2 separate regions of the Dromaius novaehollandiae genome follow, and region 2 is linked to region 1. The links are chromatin contacts, called in public Hi-C maps. All regions are on one chromosome and are shown on one strand. The core of a region is the stretch at or near the end of the contact, and the rest is flanking DNA. Distances in the headings are between cores, read along the strand shown. Region 1 overlaps GSAP (gamma-secretase activating protein). Region 2 holds the start of CCDC146 (coiled-coil domain containing 146).

What was found. Hi-C and Micro-C count contacts between places; a contact is called where the count stands out from the background.
Region 2: a Hi-C map of ovary shows a contact between it and region 1, with 5 times the contacts expected there. The contact joins the promoter of CCDC146 here to the enhancer-like site in region 1. A contact is called at or near these places in 3 of 4 Hi-C or Micro-C datasets (brain, liver and ovary).

Annotation. Positions count from the first base shown.
Region 1 is chr1:10,040,571-10,045,964 of bDroNov1.hap1, reverse strand. It overlaps GSAP (gamma-secretase activating protein), which reads right to left. Exons shown (of 31, transcript XM_064505240.1): 20 at 1,844-1,969; 21 at 1,340-1,395; 22 at 890-921. Among named protein-coding and RNA genes, the nearest start is that of GSAP, 30 kb to the right of the region's middle. Within about 2 kb of position 3,229, at least 2 of the 2 cell types and tissues checked have open chromatin away from gene starts, as enhancers often do.
Region 2 is chr1:10,155,914-10,161,307 of bDroNov1.hap1, reverse strand. It overlaps CCDC146 (coiled-coil domain containing 146), which reads left to right and starts at 2,879. Exons shown (of 19, transcript XM_064505247.1): 1 at 2,879-2,999. It overlaps FAM185A (family with sequence similarity 185 member A), which reads right to left and starts at 2,747. Exons shown (of 7, transcript XM_064505322.1): 1 at 2,167-2,747. The coding sequence starts at 2,560.

The DNA.
Region 1 (5,394 bases), core at 1,980-4,479:
GAAGAAGGACCTACAGAAAAGATACATTACATTGATGCTTATTACTGGCTAGCACCTATCTGGAAATTCTTGACGAACAGTAGAAAATCTAACCAATTTATCAATGAGCGTCTTTGGAAATCATGCCAGTACTTTGAACCTAAGGCCACTGGAGTTGATTCAAGGTCCTAAAAGTCGGAGCCCCTGGCAATAACCAACTAAGGCACAGATGACCAGTGCGATGTATTCATTTCCAGCCCACAACACACTGAAAACTTTTGGCAATAAAATCAGTGGGCAGAACTTAGATCAGCATAGTTTCATAGCACACACCAGCAGGGCAGGCTGGAGTCCCAGGAGACAAATGCCTGAACAACAGGAACATGATTTACTACTGAATTCAGTTTTACTTATTTGTGAGAGTAGAACCAAACATCAAGAAACATCTCAAGTGTTCCTGGCCAAGGAAAATTCACTGTATGTCTGCTTTCTCTACACCATGGTTTATCACCTAACAGCAATCACACTAACCACAAGTTCTATAGTTGGAAAGGCAGCTATAAGTGGACAAGACTCAGCAATAACATGGTGTCATCTATACTCTGCTCCAGGAGAAAAATCCTGGAGAAAAATATCCTTAGGCAGAAAAAGGTTTAATGCTTATGTTAAGCTAGAACCTTTATGTGGTAGGAACTTTATCAAATCAAAGGATTCCTAGTCAGTATACAATCCTATCACTACTACCAGAGAGAATGTTTTCCTGTAATTTAATAACCACTCATCTTCATCCCTCAAACTCTTCAGTGCTGAAAACACAAATGGCAATTTATTTTTCAGGCAAAAACAGCTAGATGGAAATATTCTAACAAACCTTCCAACTAAGGCCTACATTAGCATAAGTTTTACTTACCACAGTCCCAAGTGTCCAGATGAGACAGCACCCTGGGGTTGGAAACAAAATCAGCTTGTTTCATAAGCATTGCTCTAAAAGAATCTTTAGGACATTAAAAAGCTGAAACAACCCTTTGGTCTTTCAAAAGCAGCTAAAGAAATCCAAAAACTGTAATTTTGACTACATTTAATAAACACATTAAATAGCATAAAAAGAATTCTAACTGCCTAGGCTGCATAAGAAGGCTTCATATCTACCATAAATTCCCTAGTTCTAGAGGCCTGGATATTTCAGATCAAGCTGTAGTGATCATAAGGACTCCAATACTTGATTACCATCTAGATAATTTCCTTCAGAGCAAGGTATCTGATCAGGTATCTAATGAGCCAAACTGGAGAACACATTTAAATCTTCCAACACACTTCAACAAAATAAGAAAAGGTAAGTATAATAAAAAAAAGTACCTACTTTTTTGCATTTTCAAGAATATTCCTCAAATATGCTGTGGTTCTTCTTTCCTCTTTCTAAATCAAACAAACAAAAATCTCCAAATGAACAAACAAACCAGAAGGCCAATTAAAATACTTCCTGATGAAAGGCAGATGAGAAATTATGTTGATTTTCCCTTTAAATGGAAGTAAGCGCAGTCGGGCTTCACTGGGCTCAGCTTCCAATCACCTACGCCCACAGGCACCCACATACATCTAAATTACATGATAATAAAGGTATGTGCAAGCTCTGCTTTTGCTTAGTTTCATTATTTTCACAGAATACCACTAACAGACAATGACCTTATAAGTAAAATGACTGAAAGTCTTTACACCTCTCATAACCAGGTTCTCACTTCTTTATCCCCATTACATCCTTGAAGAATTCAAAACAAAACAAAGTAAGAACACTGTTCCATGTTTAGCTTTAAAACAACCATTTAAGAGACAGCTCTGGAGACTATTTCAATGAATGTATACTTACCTCTTCTGAAAGGTTAAGCCATTCCCTCCTCAGGACATTGTTGTGGTAATGTAAGTGTGGCTCTGCATACTTCACACTTTCCAGGTTTGAGTTAAGTTTGTCCCAGAAGCCTTTAGAGTTTTGAACCTGCAAAGCATTGCAGGGAAAACATGAATACAAGCTGCACAGTTACGGAAATATCTAATAATACTGTCTTTAAGTGATTGGAAAGAATGGCAATAGCTGTAGTTAAACAGCTATCTAGCTGAAAAAAAAAAACCCAAAATCAGTTGCGCTCTTTTTTCAATACTTCTTAAATTTTACCCTAAACATTTATTCTCTAAATTTAACGGTGGGCGTAGGATCTACCTATACGTGAGCTCAAGAGTTGGTGGCTGCAATGCAGATACCTAGCTACCTTGGGTCCTTTTACAGTCACTGGGGAGAAATAGATACTTCTATGTCATAACTCGTCTGACCCATTTCAGATGTTTGGTTTAGGATGGGAAGAACCGCACCACAGACCACACTGACCATACTGTCCAGAGTTCCACTGACTCTGAAAAGGAGCCTCAGGCAACTAACTCGGATGTAAATATTTACATTTGGTCAAATAAATCCCACTCTGTTTTCCTAGTAGCCCTAAGTAGAGGAGCAACACTATGGCCCTGGCAGCTGCAGGCTAGCAATATTTTCAAGCTGCATTAATACTTCCACTGCAAACATCCATTTGCCAACCTCAAGCAACAGACTCTCAACCCAGAAAAGAAACAAAATCCAAACATTCCCACAGCACTTCTAAAATCTTTGACTCTAATGCTGAAAGTGATTTAAACCCAGCTGTGAACAGACACGAGGAAAGAAACAAACAGGTACTGGTTTCCTAAGCTAGTTCCTAGACTGGCTATAGAGATTTAAGGCCACTATTTATGAAGGGGGAGTGATTGAGATTAAGACACTTCATTTTGGCAGTTTTAAAAAACAAGTGATTGTACTTGCACTTCTCTTCCCCTTCCTACCCATCTACCTTTCCAGTATAAGTACCATAGTAGAAACATTAGAAGGCAGAGAGAATCTGGATTCACAGTATTCCCCTGGCTTGCTATAACATGTTGGATTTTGTAGAAAAGTGGGGGAGGGATAGCAATGACAATAACTTTAGAAGAAAACCTCAGATGCCCTTAAACCATTTCCTACTATGGACTACAATTTGCCAGTGAAAATAACAGACAGAGACTAACTCCTGCCAGCCACGTCCCTCTTGCTGCCAAAGCTGATTATTGCTTTATTGTTGTAGCTGCAGCAGAAAAGTAAAGGTACTTTTTGCTTCAGGTTAGTTATACTTAGCAGCTGGAAACTAGAAGGGCATGCAGCACCATATGTTCACCCTGCTGGAGCCGATTAACAAAATCTACAATGGACTACCACGGTGCGTTGCATAAATGTTACCAATATGAAACCAATGGGGAAAAAAAAAATCAAGACTATAGAGTAAGGGTATCATCTAGCGACCAATTTATGCAACTGCGACAGCACTACCACTGCAAAGATGCATTCAGGCCACACAGAAGTTTGATTTGTGGTAGGGGAAGCAAGACAGCAAGTTTTTTTCATATATTGTCTGTAACAGGAAGTGGTAGACTTCAGAATTAAAAGCAGATGCCACTGAAAATCTGCACTGTCTTTAGGTCTCATTAAAAAGTAAAAAACTGAAAATAAAGAATTATTATAATTAAATTTGTAATCTTCTGGAGATCATCAGGGCAAAGATCTGAGAGAGAAGACTCCTTTATGCAGTCTTAAGTGGTGTTTATTTTGCAGACATTTCTAGACTGTCAGGAATTATTGCCTAAGTGTGAATGCCTAAAAGAGACTGCACTACCAGAAGTCAAACCAAGGCCTTATCAGCTCGCAATCCATCAAAAGCTCCCACAGAGCCTTCCATAAGTATCGGTGTTTTTACTAAAGACAAAGAGAGCTCTCTGCTTATACTCCCTGAGCGATGAAGGGTGCTGATGACCTCCAAGTCACCTGTCAGGAGCACACCTGCCTCTTGAAGAATTGTTGCAATACCTCTGTCCAGCAGTGAAGGCATTCAGAGAGCTGTGTAACTAACCACGCAGGGAGCCACAGGCAGCTACACCACAGATCTCCACTATTAGCCCCAGCTAACAGTGAGAAAGAGGCTGCCTTTTCCTTGTGCTGATCTCCCTGGCAACTGCTTGCACTACATGTGTTCGCTTTCTCCTCCCAAACTCCCTCCCACTTTCTTCCCCTCTTTTCTCCTGCCCTTCACTTGTCCCCTTCCGATAGATAAAGCCTATGTGCACTCCTTCAAGTTTGTTTTTTGCATTTTAGAAGATCAGATGCATATTAATAACAACTCTTGTGTAAAGGTTTTTGACAACCTGACTCTGACTGCTCCCCCATTCTCAGAGCCTCTCAATATCTCTTGCTGAGCAGGAATTCAGTGGTAAAAGAGACCTGTTACCAAAGGAGCATGTTACACTATGAATATGGATACAGTGCTTCCAAAGGTTCTCAACAATTCAAGGGCTTGAGAACTTTAAAAAGCTTCTCAGGTAAACAACTCACTGTTCTTTCTGTGAAATGCCATAAAATCTGATGCAACAGAAATAATACATATAGGACTAGATTCTTCACCAGGGTCTGATTGTGACACGAGAACGTACACCAATTGAAACCCCATCAAGTGATCAGTTAAACTCAAGGCATGGTGGCTTTGTGTCACTGGAGTGGTACAAAGCACCCAAAGCAGTAAACCCTGTGTATTTATATCTGCCTCATTTGAGAGCCAGAGCAATTTGCAGTCAAAAGTAGCAGGAAATATGTGTCTTCAGTTCAACTCTGACCTTTTCAGTCTGTTTAGGTTTCAGACAGAAATAGGAAATGAGTTCCACAATCAGGAAGCATAGCTGCTAAAGGCATTTGCCCCCAGGGGTTCGAGGTTCAATCTCAGACAAATTAAAGGCCTGCTAACTTTGACCTTAGTGAATTACGTGGATTATTTAGCAACACAACTTCAAGACGAGATTTTCCCAGGTGTCTCATCTCCCACGGCAGCCTTCCCGAGCAAAGCACGCAAAGCTCAATTCACAGATAACAGTGCTGTGAATCTGAAGCAATATGGCTGTAATGCAACAGCAGAAGAGTGACGGGGCAGTATGTAACTTCACCAATTTAAAGGGTTTTGTTAAAACTGTTTTATGAGCTAGCTATGAGTACCTGGGAGAAAACCGACTCTCATCTCATTAAAGTTCTACACAACACAATATTCTTATATAACCAGAGTTCCCATGGAGAACAAGAGACCACTTGTGGGTAGCACTTGGGAAAATGTGAAGTGTTTTCCTAAATTGGGGACAGCTGAGGCAGGGAAAAGGAAGACGGGAAGAATCATTCATCTTGTTTTCAATGGAAAGTACAGTTTCCTACCCAAACAGCATGTGCTCCTCCCCATCCAGCTCACTGCCTTTTCCAGGCTGTACAGGAATGTGTCTAGATTTAGGTAGCCAAATCCCTGACATCAGTGCAATCACAGGATGCTCTGG
Region 2 (5,394 bases), core at 1,630-4,129, 120 kb before region 1:
AACTTCTCCTCCCACCCCACCAAAAAAAAAGAGTAAAAAAAGAGTTTGGAGTAGCATACAATAGTCAGTCATATGTCCTAGGGAAACTCAAATGAGACTGCTGCCTACCATCTATAGTAACCAAACATGCTTGGTACCAGAGAAATGAACAGAAATAAAAGGGATGCTTGGGTTTTTTTGATCATTTGTAATCCTGGGATGGACTCCATTAATGGACTACAGGCAAGTAAATGTAATCTTTGTACTTGCCAAGTAGGGGAAAAAAGGTAAGAATTTAATATACAGACAATTCATAAGGAAGAGTCAATTCTGTAAGAATGTCTTTGCAAAATCCCACCTTACAGAACTACTACAGTCCACTGAAACAGTCAATGAGTATGTAGATAAGAGCTGATATATTTGCAAACAAAAAACTTGGATTTTCAGAAGTGTTTAGCAAGGTCCTTAGTCCATGTTTTGTTTCCTGTCTTTTAACTGATAAATTATGCCATCTTTAACATTTCATGAATTTGGAAAACTGCAAATGGCAAGTTTGAAAAGTTTCATCAAAAGTACTGATTCATTCAAAGTAGTTAAACGAAAAACTGACTGATGAATTGCAGAAAGACCTTGGAATACTGCATACCTGAATGATGAAACAGAAGATGACATTAAATGGACAGTATACCTGTGCAATTCTTCGCCAAAAGGCATACAGTTTGCCAGTAAGTTTACACATGTAAACAGCTTCCTGGTGAGAATGGACAAGCACTTGGAAGACAGATTCACTGAGGGTCTTAGCCACATCAGGCTTAGAAAATCTCCCGAGCTGAAAATAGTTGACAGATTTAAGAACACTTGGATGAAGCATCATCTATGTTTGCCCTGTTCCTATTCTTCCCTGAGCATGTTTATGATTGCTGCTCTAGATAGGACAGTGGGGTAGTTGGACTCACGGTATGAATCAGTTCTGCTATTCTTATATAAAGTAAAGCACACTGGGGGCTGGGCAGGTGGGAAGCCCTTGATTTTATTTACAGAACATGTATCTCCAGATTAGCTGTTAGGACACAAGAGAGATCTTGAGCTTTGGTGAACAGCTCTATAAGAAACAACAATTCTCAACAGCGTTCAAAAAAGAAGCGGCTATAAAAGGGATGATCAAGAAAAGAATAGAGAACAGAAGAGAATACTGCCACTTTGTAAGTCCACTGCACTTCTGCATTTTGAAGATGATATACAGCTTAGGTCCTTCTAACCTCACAAAGGAACAGATCGCAGAAGTTGAGCAGATGTAGATGAAAGTAATGAGGAGAAAAGGTACAGAACACCTTTGCTATCAGAAGAGCTTGGAAAAGTGCTAACCAAGCGAATACACACAGATGACATGTATGAGGGATAAACAGGATGGAATTAGTCACCATTTCTCATGGCACAGTTACAACAGACTATCAAATGAAATAAAACAGCAGTCTCAAACAGCCATTTAAAGCAAACACGAGGGCTTTTTTTGTACACTGACAAGTTTTTTCAGCATGGTGGAACTGTATCTGCACTACATACTTGGATGCCGCAATATATAAGTTAGAAGAGCAATTACATAAGTTCATAGAAAAAAACCTACTCATCAAAGATTGAAAAATGGAAATTCAACTCTGAGTCAGGAACTCCCTAAACCTCAGCTCACCACGGGGAGTTATCCTGGCAAGCTTGCCCTGTTCCTGCCCTAAGCTTTGTTCCACTCCCAGGAGCTCAGTCCAGCAGACTTCAGCCACCACGGCTGCTCTTACGCGCTGTCTGGGGGTTCTGCACTGGAAGCCCCGGACAGATTTTTGCCTTCTGCTCAAACGACTCCTCTAAGACTTGCACTGGAAAAGGGAGCTGTTCATCTGTGTGGTTACCTCCCGGCCCTTTTTGATCCCTGTGGATTAGCCACTCGGAATAACGACCGCTGATGGAGCTGGCAGCAGGCCATACGCACAAACCCTACTGGGAACAATCCTTGAGCTGCAGGTGTGTGCGGCACACCGGGGCCTGCTGCCTCCCAGCCGAGCTGCATGCACTTCTGGGGGTTTTTTTGTCCTAAAATACCAGCTGTCAGAGCAAAAATAAGACAGAAACGCTTTAGCCATCACTGACAAGAGGCCGGCAACGCGCCGAAGCGCCTCGGCGCCCGGCCTCACCCACCGAACTTGAGGGGCGTCCGGACGTCCACGGCCGCCTTGCTGTCCATGCTCTCGGAGACGATCGCCATCTGCTTCAGCGCCTCGTCGTACCGCACCTGCACGTGGTCCAGGTCGCAGCCGCGGTGGGGGCTGCGGTCGACGCCGCTGACGGTGACGAGCACGCGGTCGGCGCCCGGGTAGCGCTGCGGGTCCAGCGGGCGCACGCTCACCTGGCAGGGCAGCCGCACCGCCAGCCGCCCCCGCGGGCTCACCACCAGCGTCCACTCCTTCAGCGGCTTGCTGCCGCCGGGCTCCGCCGAGCGCCCGCGGCGAGGCCCCGCCGCCGACAGGGCCGCCCGCCACCCGCCCGCCACCCGCGCCGCCAGAGGCGCCCAGCGCGGGCGCAGCGCGCTCATGGTGCCCTGCGCCGCTGCCGCGGCGCGGCAGAGACCCCGCGGCTACGCGCGGCACGGGGCCATTCCACGTGACGCGGCGGCAGCGCGCGGACGGGCACCAGGGCGGCTGGTAAACAGCCGTTGGCGGGGGCCCGGCGCCGGTCCCCGCCCGCCCGCCGAGGGGGCTTCTGGGAGCCGTAGTCCCCCGCCGCGCGGAAGCAACTACAAGTTCCCGAAAAGGGAGGCTGCCGCCGTACGCCTTGGCCTATGAGCGAAGGGGGGGAGGCGGGGCCTTTCCGTGGTCTGCTTCTATTGGGCAGCAGGAGGAGCCCTACAGCCAATCGGAAGCGAGCGCGAGAGGCGAGGGCGGTTGAAGCAGGACAGAAGAAGTGGAGCCGGCGTTGCTATAGGAACGCGGGACGCCGCTCCGCGCAGGCAGGACGGGGCCGCGGCCGCGCAGGTAGGGACTGGAGCGGGCCGGGCCGGGGCGGCGGGCCGGGCCCGGGGCCGTGCGTCGCCCTGCCGGCCTGGAGGGACAGCAGCGGCCGGGCGGCGGGGTCGGGCTGCTACTCGGGGCCACGTCAGCCCCGCTTGAGGCGGCGGCGGGGCCAGGCCGGGGCGGCCCTGGGTGCTGGCGGCCTCCCCGCTCCTGCGGCGCCATCTCCCGCGCGAGCGAATGACTCCGGGGCTCTGGCGGCCTTTTCCGCGCCTCTTCGGGCCGGTGTCGGTGCTGCCGACTTGCACGTTCCCTGGAAGGTCCCGCGTGTCGTGTGCGGGGTTGTTCCGCCCGTCAGCCTGCCCGGCTCCCCCGCCTGACGGCCTTGGCAGCCGCAGGCCGAGGGGCGGCAGGCCGGGGCAGGGAGGGGGCACGGGCGAGGCCTTGTGTGGCGGCCTGCTCTTTGCTGTGCCATAGCCCGCAGTGAGGCTTCGTGGCATGAAATGTCCTTGGTCACGGGATAGAGAAGCAGTTTGCCAGATATGCTGGAAAAATGATTTTTCAAAAACAGTATTGTGGAGCTCAGAAATCACACGCTGTCAGGATAGCCTGGTTAACACGTTATTTATTGTGACTGCTCCTCAGACGCTGTGTTAACATACAGCCTAGCCATGCCAAAGGCAGCTAAGTGGCTATGTCCCTTGGTTCTGAACAAATGTGTCAGGAAACAGGAGACCTCACAGGGTTTACAAACAAGTGGGGAACTACAGACTTCAGTTAAAAAGACTTTTATGGACTTCTTAGTCCACATGAGTATTATACAATAATTTTAAAAAGGGGTGTGGTTGGGCATAGATCCTGTGAAGTTGGGATTAAATTCCTGTTGTAGTTTTCGTCACAGTAGTTTACTGCCATAATGAAACAGGCACAGAAAGGTGCATTGTCTTAGCTACATCGCGACACAAGAAATAATGAAGTCTAGGACTTTACTGATTTGCTCACTCTTTTACATTCCATGTGTTGGGGGTTTTTTTCTTTCCAAAAGTAACTATTCAAGCCATGCAATATGATATTTGGTTTGAAGCTCTTTTCATCTTGTTAACTCCATTTCTGTTATTATCACTGTGCCTGGGGGTGACTATTTATGAGTCCAAAATGATGCCTAAATCTGTAATAGGAAAGAAGCTAGTCCTAGCTTTTTTGTCCTTCTGTAATTTTTACTGTAGAGAGTCTAATAAGGATTCATACTGGTCAATAAAGCTCTTCAAGTTACATTATTTCATTGGTTTATGTTATTCAATCTGAAAAATCCTTAAATGAAAGACAAAAAAGTGGCAGTCTGCAATATGTTAGAATTCTAGAAAGACAAAAATGTATTAAGAAATATCTTGGGACATGAAGAAGGGTATAAGTTTAAATTGTCAAGTCTTCAGAAATAGTTGCTTTTGGAAAAAGTAGTACAGAATTCTCCCCCTGAAACCAAATATTGGAATTAACTGTTGGTTACATAATTTGACGGGAAAGCAGTTACAGTCCCATGACTAGTGGTGCAATGTACTATGCTTCCACTAGATGACAGTCGATTCAACAAATAACTCTAGTAACCTGCTACTCTTCAAACCAGGGAATTCCCTTTGGTTTTCTTTTCGGGTGGGGCTTGACTGTTGCCCCACATTTCCCCGGAAGTTAGTGCTGATGTGTGCTTGTCACAGTCTCCCGCCTCCTCTCAAGCCTTAGCGCTCCCTCCCCACTGCCACCCTTTCCTGCAGCATCTCGATAGGGCGTTTGCCACTGTCTTTTTGGAGCAGAGGTTTATCAGGTTGGGCTCTGAACCATGCTGTGCATCATCTTCTATGCATCATCTTTAATATTGGCATGTTCCATGTAATTGAGAATCTTGGTTTGAGGAACTATTCAAAGATGCTGAAGCCTCAGCTACCTATATATCTCACCATTTTATGGATTTTTTTTTCACTAGATAGCTGTTAGAGGTCTAAACACACTTTAAAGTACATTTAAGAGTACTGAAGAAAACAGAAAAGGAATAATCACTAGGAAGAAGCTTTCCTTTCTTCCCACGTATGAAGCTTCATGTTTTTAATGTTCTACTTGTGCCATCTATGTTTTAGCTATACAGTCAATTCGGTTTCACTTTTGTGCTCTTGACTGAATTCCAGTTGATCAGCTGGTGTGGAGTGCGGCAGAGTAACCATGTTTTACCATCTGTCCAACAATAAAATGAGATTTATTTTCACTTTTAGTTTTAGATCTGCCATTTCAAGATGTCTGTGTCTGTACAATTGGGTGTAGCCAAAGAATTTACTATAATATTCTGCATTTCATGCAAAAGGCATTAAAAAGCAGACCTTAGATTGCTTTATGAAATAGATTTTAAAGCCACAGCTTTATAAGAGGACCT